2 separate regions of the Mus musculus genome follow, and region 2 is linked to region 1. A link is a contact called in public HiChIP or PLAC-seq data. All regions are on one chromosome and are shown on one strand. The core of a region is the stretch at or near the end of the contact, and the rest is flanking DNA. Distances in the headings are between cores, read along the strand shown.

Region 1 (4,023 bases), core at 804-3,303:
TATCCTTCCCTATGAGTTTTCTGACTTCCCCATTAGACCAACTGTTCTTGAACACAAAAATTATTTTCCTTTTCACAACTGACCCAGTCCTTGACTTGAGGAAGGAGGAATATTTTTAGTCAGGAGGAGACAGATTCTGTTTCCATAACAACAATAAAAACTTAGAATCTCAGTGGTTTAGACATACATACAATTGATTTATCATTCACACAGTGTTTTTTTTTTCCAGCTTCAACATGCTTCCACTGTCTTGTAATTATGCCATCTACAGCATATATCCTTCAGGGTCACCATGGCAGATAGAGGTGGACAGAAGAAATTTTTATTCATCACTCATGTGGCTTTTGCTGAAGACCATTGGCCTGATTAGTCCTTATGGCCCTGTTCTAACAACCAAGTAGCCTGAGATGTGTGCATGGGCAACAGCTGTTAGAAAGATGGCTTTTGGCTGTATTGCTGTTATTCTCAGTATTCCTTGTTTCTGTGCTATGGCACAGCCTCTTATTTGGAAGGAGGTGACTTCGCGTTTAATGCATTTGGAAGTGGTATCTGAGCTTATTCACACAAGCTGTTCATTTGGGAGTCTTTCGAGTAGCCCTGAAAGCAAAAGACATAGCATGAATTGTGATTCCGTGCTGGAAGCCTCCCAGAGAAGGAGACCCCACCACCACTAGCAGGTGGGAAACACACTTGTCTGAACTGCCTTGGAGAATGGTTCAACAAATTGCTCATAATTTGAAGTTTTGGGGCCTTAGGAAAGCCATTACTGCTGTTCTCTGGAATCTTGACCCTTAGCAGGGTTTCCCTACTGACATGGTGACAGTCTTGTCTCTATCTGCCTAAATTGAGTGACCTTTTCTCCATTGGTTCAAAACACAGGCAGGGACCAAGAGTTTGTTAACAGACCTGTAGCCCTACATTAGTGTGTTAGGTCCCAACAAACTGTCAGTGAGTCAACAAACTGTCAGTGAGTCGACAAACTCAGAGAAAACATGGAAAGTTATTGAGTCCAATTTACACTTTCAAAAACAGTGAGTGAAATCAAGACGAGTGATCTGATTAATGAAAAAAAATACGCTATTTTGGCAGCAGACTTCCAATTCCTTACTGTAGCCCGTCTGTGTAACTAATAGCTTGCTACTAGTAGCATGCTCTGATACAGGAAAGCATCACCTATTACTGGCATTTTTCCTCTGTCATTCAGATTCCCCCCCCCCAAGGAGGTAGAAAAGCTTTAAAAAGATGAGAAGGAAGGAGAGGAAGAAGAAAAGAGGAGAGGAATGGAGAGACCACATTGAAAGACCTCTGAATGGACCACAGGGCCCCCAATGGAGGAACTAGAGAAAGTACCCAAGGAACTAAAGGGAACTGCAACCCTATAGGTGGAACAACAATATGAACTAAGCAGTACCCCGGAGCTCTTGTCTCTAGCTGCATATGTATCAAAAGATGGCCTAGTCGGCCATCACTGCAAAGAGAGGCCCATTGGACTTGCAAACTTTATATGCCCCAGTACAGGGGAATGCCAGGACCAAAAAGGGGGAGTGGGTGGGTAGGGGAGTGGGGGGGGAGGTATGGGGGACTTTTGGTATAGCATTGGAAATGTAAATGAGCTAAATACCTAATTAAAAAATGGGGAAAAAAAAAGAAAGACCTCTGAAGAAATAACCTCCACTTGTTTTCAAGTATGTGGGGGGTCACTGCCTTGCCTGTCTCTACTCCTACCTTACAACCTACAGAATACCTTGGGGTGAATCATTCTCCATCTGAACCGATTATTCCCACAGTAGCCTTTTTTTTTCTTCCCGCAACCATAAAAATCCAGCAGCTTGTTAATCATACAACTATTTAACCGAGTCCCTCCCTAGTCCTACAACTGAGCTCCAAGCCCATAATGTATAATCTACCCACCCACACATATTGAAATGAGATTATTGTTCCCACAGAAAAGCACCCCGTCATTGCACAAGTCCCAACTTTGTTCCAGAGGGTGATAAAAGGGAGGTGGAAAAGGCCAGGAGTTGTTTGATAGGCTTCTGAGGAAGGCACGACAGGATGAAAAGATTACCCTCCCAGGTACAGTCTGAAACAGCATGTAGGCAAACAGTCTCCTGAGCACACTCCCTAGGCCTTTGATGTAGGTGCCATCATGAATTCCTGATAGTTAAAGGAGTGGCAGAATTGGATGCACTTATCTCCAACAAAAGGGCATAGCTTCCAGGTAGGAAAAAGCTCCACAGAATACAGACACAGTCGGGAATCCAGACTAGGGAGTAGCTAGTCACAGCAGCACAGGGGAGCTGAGGTCATGTGGACAGGTCTGGATCCAGTGTCTAACTTGCTGTTTGATAGTCGGGTAAATAGAAAACACAATGACCAATAGAGTCCCAGCTATTTGTCAAGAGATAGGTTACTGGTAGCCATAAGCTATCCTCAGTAAACTTCATCACTTGTCCTGAATGAGACCTTTCCTCATCTAGCACTGTGATGATCTAGAAAGTTCAGAGTCATTGCATGGCTAAGGGTCAGCAAGCAGCAAACCCAGCGGTACTGACGTTTCCTTACTCACAGGAAGATTTTGTCACAATGGATTTTGGAGCAAGAGAGCTGTTACTTAGCTGCTCAAATTTTTAAATGGGATTTGGGGAAATTCAAGAGAAATATCTGTAATCAGCAGCTTGGGATGGCTTCTATTTCCTCAACCTTTTTAGAGACCAGTGAAGCCCTTGGATTAAAATGATGTATCAATGAAGATCATGTTTGAGGAAGCTAAAATAATTTAAACATTCTAATATTGAAAGATGCATCTAATGCCTCCTGTCCCTTTAGCTTTGTCAAACATTCTGTCCACAGGCCTTGACATTGGGATCTTTATGTGGAGTGTATGCTGTCTGTATGTAGCATGGTAACGAAAAATAATGGTAAAGAGAAAAATATGGTAGAGCTAGACCCCACTGCCTAACTATGTGACCATGGGGAGAACTCTCTGAGCCCATTGCTGGCTCAAAACTGTAGTTGATAATAAGAAGCCAAAGCTCTTGGGTTCAGACTCCATCTTAGAGAACCTACCCTAAGTTTGAATTCAGTAGCACCAGTTTCCAGGCTACTGCCCAACAAGACCTGTGTCTACCAGTTTCCAGCCTATTCCCCCCAAATAAATGTGCACCCCCAGATTACAAGCCCACCCTGATACTTCACTTCCTATCAATCACCAATCAGGAAAAAAATCAGGTTTATGGTTTGGCTCCCAGCATCAGCCAGTTATGTTAAAGCCCATAATGGTCCCCCAGTCAGATGTGTACCAAGCTACGTACTCCCTTCTTGCCTCTATAAATGTTTGCCTAAAACTAGGCTCAGGACTCCACCTTCCTGCTGTATCATGGTTAGTGGGGAGCCCAAGCTCAAGCCTGAATAAAGAGATCCTATTATGATTGCATCGGATTTAGCTCCTTGGTCATTTGGGGGTTCAAGAGCATTTTGTGAAACATATTTTGGTACATTCAACCAAATTACATAGCTGTTGAACGGAGTAAATAAATTAGTGTATGCAGAGCACACAGGGCAATGCTTGGCACATAGTGAGTGTTCTGTGACTGTTGGCTGTTGTGATTGTATTTACACAGCTGTGTCTCACAATACAAGGAGACCTCTGAGGAAAGTGATCATGTCTCACTCAATCATGCCTTCTAGACTCTAACAACCAGCTCGGAAAATTGAAGTCTGAATATACTTGGTAAATAAATAGAATTAAGGGAGCAGAGGGTACAAAGATGGCCGTCATCAATCTGAAAGTGTCTTAGCTTCCCAGGCGTTCACATTGTTGATTCTGCACTTACAATGGTATAGGAGAGTCAAGATCTTTTGCATTCAACTGTGTCTGATCCCTTCTCCCAGAAGGAACATGTAATAAGGGAAGGAAGCCAGTGTCTATTGAGTGCTTAGTGAATGAGAATCACTTAAGCAAACATCTTATTTGAGTCTCACTAATGCTCTGATATTTCTGTATTATTTGCTATCTACAAA
Region 2 (4,023 bases), core at 779-3,278, 210 kb after region 1:
TGTGGTATATCTTGCAGCATGCCCTAAAATGTTGTGACAACTCTTTTGTACACCTCTGTACTTGGTTTCATGGATTTACCATCTTTTTCTAGTGCCTCTCTTTAAAGATGCTAATTTGAGATAGTTTCCAATATTTGATATGCCTCTCTCCTCTTCCGTTTCAACCAGCCTCCTGGAAGATATTGTTGGGCCCCCTTTTGTTTCTATAATAAGAGCTCTACAATGTTGTTGTTGTTAATGAAAATAAGCTTCTATAGTATAAAAAGAAGAAAATAGAACAGGAAAACATTTCCCATTTATTTAGACACCACAAGTCCATCAATTATCCTACAGTAGATGAGAAAGGAATACAGAGACACTAGAACACAGTAGGAGGACCACCATAAGTCTCTGCAAGCCCAAAGAAATTTATGGTGTAACAAGAATGAGACCAGATACTTTAAGAATTCTGTTTCCCTTAGAGAACTGCTGGGGGATCTCTTACCCAAAGACTAGACACTTGTTCTAAAGGACAGACATTTGTCCTTCTGATGTCCCTTGCATGAAACCAGCCAGAATTAAAGCTGCTCAGAAGTCAAACCCAGGTGAATCAAGAGAAGGATATGTTCCAGCAGTGAGGACTTTGGGAAAGTGTAGACTAAGACCTTGAGCTTAAATGTTGGTATGGGGGGTGGTCTTTCCTGAATGTAGTAAGCATTAGGTTGTTGCCATATCAACTTGGTGTTGTCTAACTACAACTGACTAAGACTGCATCATCCACAAGGCTGAAAACATTCTTGGGTACTTTCCTAAAGGAGTTTGATGCTGTTGCTCCATAGTTTCTGTTTTCCATGCAGCCTCATGCTGTGTTCTGTTTCTGTAAACCAGTGAGAAAAGGTGGGGGACTCACACCAAAAGGTATTAATAGCCCAGGAATGGCATGCTACATATCTTCTCTGTGGCCATCCCCATTTTCCTGGGAGGAAGTCATATTATATGGCTGGCTTGGCTGTGGGAAAACTAGCAGTCATTGACTGGTGGCTAATGTAAGCAACCACTGATCTCCATCCTACATCCCTGACTTTAGGTAGATGTACCTGGATGATTATCATCCTGTGGTTCTCTTAGAATAAACCGCCCACACATTCCTACAAAAAACGCTGTCAACAATCATATGTCACTGAGCTGCATTAAGGACCAATATAAACCCCTAAGAACTGAGTTTCAACCAAGGCATTATGTAGTTGGTAATCGTAGAATACATGCTCACAGTTTATAAATTTTCTCAGAGCTATATGCTCTTTATTCATTCAAGTGAGATCAGTTAAGGAAAGGGTTTGGGTTTTTTTTTTAATAATAAAGACTGCAAGTGAAAATTCAGTTAGGATTGATAAAACAGACTGTGTTCTTTACACTCCATGTCACACCAAGCAGAAAGAAAAATAAAGACATGCCGGATACCTGCAGGGGCTTCATCCTATGTATAAGACACATAAATACTGAGATAACAAAAGAAACATTATGTCTAAGTTCAAAAAAGGATGAAGCTTTATCTTTCCATCAACTCAAAGGGGAAAAAAATATCCCAAAAGGACGAGTTGGCCTCTATTTATTGGCAGGAGGACAGGAAGCCATGACAATTTTTAACTCTTTTTAAAGAAAATTAAACACTGAAAAAAATTCCAAAAAAAAAAAAAACCCACTTGACAACCTAGAAATCTTTCTCATTACCTGATGGTCATTAATATTCAACAAAATCTTGTTAATTCAGGGCCATTAGGAATAAGCCAGTTTCTCAAGACCCACCATGGGGCTCCATGACCTGGAACACGGCCTGGGAAGGACAAGGAGTCTGAAATAAAGACTAGTTTTCTTTCCCGTTTCATTCTCTCTCACTTCCCTTTCATCATTTTCAGTCCAGGGCTCTTTACTCTCCCATCTTGTCATTGAAAATAAAAGTATCCCTCAATAAACACACAGAAATAGCCACAAAGATCTCCTGGTATGCTCCAAAGCAAACAGCAGCCAGGAAACTCCTTTCCTCCCTGAAATTTCCACAGGCTCCATGAGCCCTCCTCCAGGGCTGTGGGAAACAAGGAAGCCACAAGTTGAACACTCTCCCTGTGATTGCACCATCTAGCTCTCAGGTGAAAAGCAGCTTTGAAGTTACAACCCAGCAACACACCAGGTAGAGGAAGTAGCCTCTCGAACACTGTTGGCTCCATCAAGCTTAATAAATGAATTAGACACAGGAGAGCTCAGCAAGAGGACAGAGGTTCTTTATGGACAGCCCTAGAGAATTCTGGCTTCACTCTGGGGTCATGTTCCCTGATCACCACAGCCTATGCCATTTGTCATCATGACTCTTGGACAGCTGGAAGAGCCAGCCACCTCCTTAAGGACAGAAGACACTGGGGAATAGGAAACACATATGGACACAGTAGTCTACCTACTCCAGCAGCAGGCTCTTTCATGAGCTAGGGCACATGGTGGAATACACATTTGCTCTGCTTCATATGAGCCAAACATTTCCAAAAGGTGAAGGAAGGACAGCTGTCACAGTACCTTTGGCAAGGGAATCTCGTTTCAGGTGACAAGGCCACGGAGGAAAGTTGAAAAACAAATAAAAGTCCAGTTTGCTTTAGCCCTAATGGATTATGTCTACACCCCTGACATGATGTATCTGTGCCTGGTTCCTAAGCACTGAAGGAAACATTCTCATACAGCCATCCTTATAACAGGAAACTTTCGATACATCCTTCAGGACTTGTCAGAGCCTGTTCGTGATTCCAGTTTCTGTCTTTTGGTATGTCTCACCCATTGTTCCACTTGACACTTTCCCATCTATCCATCTTCATGTTCAATTGCTAATGCTATTCTGTGACAATTTCCTGCAGAGTCAGGAGGCTGCATCCCTCCCTTTGCAGCTCTAACACTTTGGGGATATGATTGCTGAACACACATCACATTCTGTTGAAGTAATCTGTTTTTGTTACCCCAACTGGTCTTGGAAGTTTAATGGACAGGAAGCATACCTAACTCTTCAGTTTCCTCCACCACAGGCATCCACTACAGTGACTGACAGGGTGTACACATTTAAAAAATGATTTTGGGCTTGCTAAATCTCAGCTGGAAATCTAAATTACAAGAAAAGTAGAAAAGAATCAAAGAATGGTAACCCAAGTGTTCTAAGGCTATTATTCTGTGACCTGTGGACCCTGAACATCATATAAGTAACTATTGGAGTATTTTCATTTTCTTAGAAAAAAGAAAACACTTTATCTAAACATAAGTCATGATTAAATAAGGGAAAACTGGGAACTTAGTAGAATATTGTTCAGTGGTAGAATATTTACATTGTATGTGTGAGATCATAAGTCACTCCCCACCTAACTCATTGTATCACTAGTGAACCAATAAAAGCCTGAAAGAAATCTGCACTGTGTACTTTCAAGGAAGCTGACCCAGTGCTGCTTAGTGATAAGTCAACAGAAAGAAAACATGCTAGCATCCAATGAAATAAGAGGACAACCTTGATGTTCAGTCAGTGCACATAGCATTAAATTCAGACTTAGTGCCAAATGATCATCTGTTTCCAGAATGATAAAGAACATAGAAGCAAAAAGGCAGAAGTTACTGAGTGAAATCACAATGTCTCTAGCTTCTTATCAGCATCCAGAGGATAATGTTAGTATTTATAAACGTATGTGTTAGTTCAAAGGTTCAATAGCCCAGTCTTAAGCCCTGAATCTTTATGGAAAGATCCCTGCAGCAGACTTTCTCTTCTCAAACCAGCATTATTGACTTTGAGTGAGCATGCATGCTGTCTGCCTTAGTTAATGACAGTTAGCAATGATGGCAATGGTAAGAAATGTGGGTGGCCATGATATTAAAATGTACATTTTACTGATAGAGGGATGGTAGCATTATCCGGGCAGATTTAACCCATGGCACATTAATCCGCAAACCCCACCTAGAAGTAACTTGCCACCTTTCATTCTAAAAGTATGTAATGAGTTCTTCTGTATACTGTGATGGGACAAT

The links. HiChIP or PLAC-seq counts read pairs in DNA pulled down with a chosen protein or histone mark.
Region 2: a FOXA1 HiChIP or PLAC-seq map of pancreatic cancer cells shows a contact between it and region 1. The contact joins two enhancer-like sites. A contact is called at or near these places in 3 of 484 Hi-C or Micro-C datasets (cortical neurons and nephron progenitors) and 1 of 115 datasets of contacts at active chromatin or transcription factors (pancreatic cancer cells).

What each region holds. Positions count from the first base shown.
Region 1 is chr15:61,504,623-61,508,645 of GRCm38.p6, forward strand. No RefSeq gene overlaps it. Among named protein-coding and RNA genes, the nearest start is that of Gm24696, 150 kb to the left of the region's middle. Within about 2 kb of position 2,054, at least 17 of the 459 cell types and tissues checked have an H3K27ac peak or open chromatin away from gene starts, as enhancers often do. A contact at or near this core is called in pancreatic cancer cells, where this site is marked.
Region 2 is chr15:61,715,288-61,719,310 of GRCm38.p6, forward strand. The region is part of intron 2 of D030024E09Rik (RIKEN cDNA D030024E09 gene); the gene reads right to left. Among named protein-coding and RNA genes, the nearest start is that of D030024E09Rik, 57 kb to the right of the region's middle. Within about 2 kb of position 2,029, at least 7 of the 459 cell types and tissues checked have an H3K27ac peak or open chromatin away from gene starts, as enhancers often do. A contact at or near this core is called in pancreatic cancer cells, where this site is marked.